Regions from separate parts of the Mus musculus genome. Here region 1 is linked to region 2. A link is a contact called in public HiChIP or PLAC-seq data. All regions are on one chromosome and are shown on one strand. The core of a region is the stretch at or near the end of the contact, and the rest is flanking DNA. Distances in the headings are between cores, read along the strand shown.

Region 1 (2,879 bases), core at 25-2,524, 120 kb before region 2:
GGTGGAACTTGTTTCTAAAAAGATATATTTCTATTTGTGTGTGTGTGTATTCCACCATGAGTTTGTGTGCATATCTGTGCAGGTACCCACTGATACCAGAAGCTATCAGACCCCCTGGAACTGGAGTTAGAGGCAGCTGTGAGCCACCTGATGTGGTGGTGGGGACTAAACCTCAGATCATCTTCAAGAGCAGTAAGCACTCTTAAGCACTGAACCCTCTCTCCAGCCTCTATGATGGAACTCTTAAAAGGTGAGACCTATGGGAGGAAGTTAGGCCATTATGGGCATGCCACTGAAGGTGTTAGTGTGTATATATATATATACCACATTAACATAAACCCAACAGTAGGAGAAATGGGTGTAGAGGATAAAGGTACTTTTTTAACATCTAGAAAAATATGAAACTATTTGAGATTTTAAAAAGCATGATGTCTATAACTGCAATGTGGCATGCAGGTTTGAACACTGGAAAACATGGTAGAATCCAATTAAAATCTGATGTCCACTTAAGAATGTATTGGTGCCTCTCATTTTGATGAACATACTCTGGTAATACAAGACAAACAGTAAGGAAAATTGGGTCAGGAGTGTAATAGGACATTGTATTTTCACAACTATCATTGTTATGTATTTGTGAAATGAGCATATGTGGTGAATGCACATCTGTGCAAGTATGAATACCTCTGCCAATGTTCACAGACCAAAGGAGTATGCCTGGTATTCTGCTCTATTCTCTGCTAGGCCCTTGAGACACTCTTACTGAACATGGAGCTAGGCTGCCAGCCAGCAAGTCCCATAGAACTGGAGTTATAGGCACATATGTGGCTGTGCTAGGCCTCTTTACATGGGTGGCTGACTTTGAACTCAGGTTCTCACGCTTTAGCACCAAGTTCTCTTACTGAGTAAGCCAACTCCCCAGCACTATTGTTTTATATTTTTGTGGTGTGGAATATCATGCTGAGGCGACCATGTCTTTGAGAATTTTCTAATTTTTTGGCAACATTGCTATACATCTAAAGTGGTTGTAAAAAAATCAGAGAAAATAATGTAATACAGTATAGATGAAAATACTAAAATAAATCCATGTGGACTACTCTAGGTAAGCTGTCCAAGGGCACTTGGTGTATTTAGGATTCTGTGGTCAAGTCTTCCCTTTGACACGAATCTTAATACTAATATTGTTCCTGTTAGAACAGTATGAATGTACTTCCTGCACTCAGATCTACTGACAAAAAGTGGCTGTGGTGAACAGGGGAAACTAGATGACTCAAGAATCAAACAAAACAAAAAACTTTCAGAAGTGATGGAAAGATGAGAGCAACTGGGAGGAAAGATCTGTTAACCACATAGTTCAAAACAGAGATGGTTACGATTTTTTCTGAGAAGTAAACCAGTGGTTCTTACAGCTGGAAAGGGGGGAAGAGCCAGAGACTAAGAAAGATATTGACAGCTTTGGTGGTACTCTGTTTTCTCTGCCTTACCTATGTCTGATGCACAAACTCCTTTACCCTGATTATCCCTAGTGCTTTATGAGAGCAACAAAGAGTGGTTTAATAACCGAGTGTCTGCCATGATTTACTAGGGGTAAAACACACCGTGATACGGAGAGAAGGGGATAAATCTAGGCACCAGTTACAAGATCCTTTCAAGCTTCTTGTTTCTGCAGCCATCTTCTTTCCAGTGAGCTCTTTTGGTGCATGCATCTGCCTGTTTATTGTCTCAGCTCAACTGCTCCCTATATATAGTTGGAACTTAATGCACACCACGTAATTAATAAGCAAAATGGGAAGCTGGAAACTAGTGCAACTGGCAAAAAATTTCTTTTGAAAACCTGTAATGAAGCCTGATACATGCTATATATAGTCTGAATCCAACCTAGGTGTGCTGGATTATGTCAATGTGACACAACTAAAGCCATCTAAGAGGAGGGAAACTTAGTTAAGAAACTACCCCAGTAAGTTAAGTCTGCAGGGAAGCCTGTAGGGCATTTTTTTTTTTAAATAGTGACTGATGGGGGAGGCCCCAGCCCATAGTGGATGGTGCTAATCCTGGACTGGTGGTCCTGGGTTCTATGAGAAAGCAGGCTGAGCAAGCCAGTAAGCAGCACCTCTCCATGTCCTGTGCATCTGCTCTTGCCTCCAGGTTCCTGCCCTGTTGGAGAGTTCATGATGAACAACAATGTGGAAGTGTAAGCTGAATAAACCCTTTCCTGCCCAACCTGCTTTTTGGTCATGGGTATTTTTATTACAGCTGCAGAAACTCAAACTAAGATACTAGTCTACATAAAACCCTCTCTCAAAAACCCAAAAAGAAGGTTAGTGAGATGGTTCAATATGTAAAATATTTGCCAGACAGACATGAAGAAACGGGAGTTTAGAACTTCCAAAAGCCAGGTAAATGCTAGGTGGATGTATTGGCCTACCTGTAATTCCAACCTCTGAAGGGTGAGCCATGAGATCCCCAGAGCAAGCAAGCTAACCAGGCTAGCCACATCAGCAGCTTCTGGGTTGGCTGTGGGAGAGCATGCCTCAATCAATGAGGTGGAAGAGTAATTGAAGATCATTCTTGAGAACAATCTCAGGCCTTATGTGCACATGCACACAGGTATATGCATACCCACACCACACAGATGATTACAAGTGCTAAAACATGCATATGCACCCACACATAAAATACGAAAATAAGGAACAAATGAAGCAAAGTAGAGATAGAACAACAGAAAGAAGAGGAAATCTATGAGAAAACAATCTCAAACATATCTTCACATTTAGTCCCTGTATTAAGATAATTAAAAACATTTTGATAATCAGATTTTCACTTAGTGGAGAGAGAGAGAGAGATGGTACCTTACTCTTGAGATTATAAACTAGAAACAAAAG
Region 2 (2,932 bases), core at 120-2,619:
TAAAATAAGTTAAGTCCAAATCCTGGTCAGCGACGCTTTCCTACTAGTGAACTTCCTACTCAGAGCTAGCCATATTAATCACCAGTAAAACATCTTGCAAAATGAGAGAAAGGGCAGCAAGCTAGGCTCTCCTTCCAAGGACCTTATTACTCAGCACTTGTTTGTAGATCTGTACTCGGCTGTGTACATTTATGTCCGGCTGCCCTTTCAGACCACAGCATTCTCCCTAATGCTAAGGATCTTGTCTACAATTTCCTCTGGCACACAGTAAAGTGCTATTTCAGTAAAACACAGCTGATGTTGAACTCATGCGCAGGCTGGAGAACCTCCTTAAATAAATACCTGCCTTCCCCCCCCCCCCCCCCGCTTCTTTTTTTATGTAAAAGAAAAGGTGAGTGGCAAATAGGGTCGAGTTACAGTCACTTTGGAAATGAATAGGAGAGAGAGAGAGAGAGAGAGAGAGAGAGAGAGAGAGAGAGAGAGAGAGAAGCCGGGGAAGTTCAATTTGTCCTGCTACCGCTCCTTTTGGTCCCCGAGGGCCAAAACAGATGTTGGAAAGGTAAGCTTTGAACCCCGCAAATACAAATCGCTGCCTCTGAGGCACAAATGCCATCCGCTCAAGGGCTGGCTAAGACAAGAAAGGGGTCCGAAAGAGTCCCCAAACCGCTCACTAGGGAAAAGGGTGAAGGAGGATTCCCTCTCCCTCTTCCAACTCATCCTGCCCTAAGAAGTCCCAGGTCTGGGTTCTGAGGTGTCCAAGTGAGACTAAGAGGAACAGCGGTGACGGACACAGACGGACTGGGGAAGGGAGTAGAGGGAGATGCGGGAGAAGCAGGAGACTAGGATGCCCGAGCTCTGGGCCCGAGCTTCTGGTACTTACCCTACAGGATAGCCGGTCCCCAGGTGCACATCTTCAGGGGCATCATAGAATTCTTCGGTGTCGCTTTCCGACGCCATTTATAGGACACACCCGCGGGTGAGGGGGCCGGCTCCGCCTAGAGAAAGGGTGATTCTGAGCGTCTCCTCCTCGTCAGTTAAGAGTGTGGAGAGGTGGGTCCCCGGGCGACACTGAGGAGGGCACAGATGACGTGGAGTGAGAAGTCAACCCGGGACCGGGGACCACCCTCAGTTGCTGGGCTAAGGGGATGACCTGCAGAGCGACTGCCTGAGGTGGCTGCAGTGGGTCTGGGACAGTGGCCGGCGACCCGGGCGCTAGGTGTATGGAGAGCGCTAGAGAAGAGGCTGTGGCGCTTCTCCGTCCCGGAGAGCAGGCAGCGGGCGTGCCAGCGACAGCAGCTCCAATTTCTCCCGCAGCGGCAATTACAGTTGCAGGGAAAGCTACTAGCCCGCAAAATACCGACGCGCACCTAACCTCGCGAGATTTCGCGGCCGGCCGGTAAAGCGTGGGCGGGGCGGAGAGGTGGCGGGGGGCGGTCCCAGAGAGGCAATCTTATGATTACTAATGCGGGAGCAGCCTGTCAAAATGGCGCAAGCGTGTTGAGGGCGTTTAGGAGAGGCCGGAAGTAGTGGGAATAAGGGCGGTGTCTAGCCTGCGGTGGGGTGGAGTCTGGGACCTGCGCAGGAGCAGCTGTCTGCCAAAACTCCGAGGCACGCCCGACTTCGGTGCAGTTTCCTTAGACGTTTATTTACTGATTCTGCTAACTGCAGTTCAAAAGAAGCATTTTGAGAGGGATGATTTTGAGTCTCTTCCGTTCATCCTGAGAGAGTTCTGTGGGCATTTTGGGATTGTATATTACTTAGTCGTTTCAGCCAAGTCTAAAATATACCGCCTTAGGGTTTTGGCACTTTTAGCATCTTTAGTCTGTAGGAATAGATCTGTCTTATTCACTTGCTATAAGATCCCTAATTGAGATCCCTACATATGATCCAGATGGCCAAGGGGCAAAGTCCATAAGAAAGAGATAGCTGGGGTGTGTCCCATTTCCCAAGAGTAATGGTGGATTTATTGCTGGAGCTGAGCCATCATAAGAACTGCAACTTTTCTCAATAGTTAACTGTCGTCGCAGCCCATGATGTGAGAGAAACTATATACTGCCCAAGATGTATCACATAACAGTGCAGGCAGGGGAGTTATAGATCCTTTGGAAAGTATAACTTTTGTCAAGAATTACTACTAGATTTTATGTTTTTTAAATGTTTTAACTTAAAGAGTGGATTTATGGTCCTTACTACAAAATAAACTGGTGAGATGATACGGCTTTATTGACGTTTTCTACAGTGTTTACAGTGATTAAAACATCACATTTTACTACCCCAAATATAAACAATTATTTGACAATTAAAAATAAGCTAATTATACTGGGTACAGTGATGCATGCCATCCATACTAGCATTTGAGAGGTGGAGGCAGAAAGATCAGTATTCCAAAGTCATCTTAAGCTATATGAGTTTGAGTGCAGCCTGTGTTACCTAAGAACCTGTTCAAAAAAAAAAAAAAAAAAAAAGAACAAAGGTTCATCTCAAATTAAAATTTTTTGTTCACTATACTATGGAAGAAAGCCTTTTTTGTTTTGATTCATGAAAATTTATCAAAATATATTGTTATATGAAAACATATAACCATATAAATTTAGAAATTTATTTTCTACCTAATTACTTACTAGTGAACCTATACATTTCTTAAAATATTTTGGTTTATTGTAAAGGTATCACCTGTTTGAATATTAAAGAAAAATATTTTGATGTTGAGTTACTATGTGTGGTATATGCAGCAATTTTATGAACATGTATTATTTGGTGTCATGCAGCATCCCAAAATGCTGAAGACAGTTTGAATATGAAGAAGGCAACTTTGTTACTGTCTTACACAAGCTCACAGACTAGTGCTGAAGTTTTATTTGAATTTTTATTTCAATATTCTAGGCCAATTCTCTTGGAGTGTTTAAGGTAAGTTAAACATTAATTTCTCAGT

Evidence for each region. HiChIP or PLAC-seq counts read pairs in DNA pulled down with a chosen protein or histone mark.
Region 1: a contact with region 2 is called in a BATF HiChIP or PLAC-seq map of CD8 T cells, with 18 read pairs. The contact joins the enhancer-like site here to the promoter of Wdr44 in region 2. A contact is called at or near these places in 6 of 39 promoter capture datasets (the C10 cell line, the HPC-7 cell line, cranial neural crest and 2 more), 1 of 15 datasets of contacts at CTCF or cohesin (CD8 T cells), 5 of 484 Hi-C or Micro-C datasets (CD4 T cells, the G1E-ER4 cell line, the HL-1 cell line and 2 more), 4 of 115 datasets of contacts at active chromatin or transcription factors (the 230-238 cell line, CD8 T cells, effector CD8 T cells and 1 more) and 3 of 9 other capture datasets (adipose tissue, liver and macrophages).

Annotation. Positions count from the first base shown.
Region 1 is chrX:23,808,971-23,811,849 of GRCm38.p6, reverse strand. No RefSeq gene overlaps it. Among named protein-coding and RNA genes, the nearest start is that of Gm4907, 82 kb to the left of the region's middle. Within about 2 kb of position 1,274, at least 12 of the 459 cell types and tissues checked have an H3K27ac peak or open chromatin away from gene starts, as enhancers often do. A contact at or near this core is called in CD8 T cells, Th1 cells, effector CD8 T cells and 1 more, where this site is marked.
Region 2 is chrX:23,691,488-23,694,419 of GRCm38.p6, reverse strand. It overlaps Wdr44 (WD repeat domain 44), which reads right to left and starts at 1,369. Exons shown (of 21, transcript NM_001305675.1): 1 at 1,151-1,369; 2 at 881-995. The coding sequence starts at 957.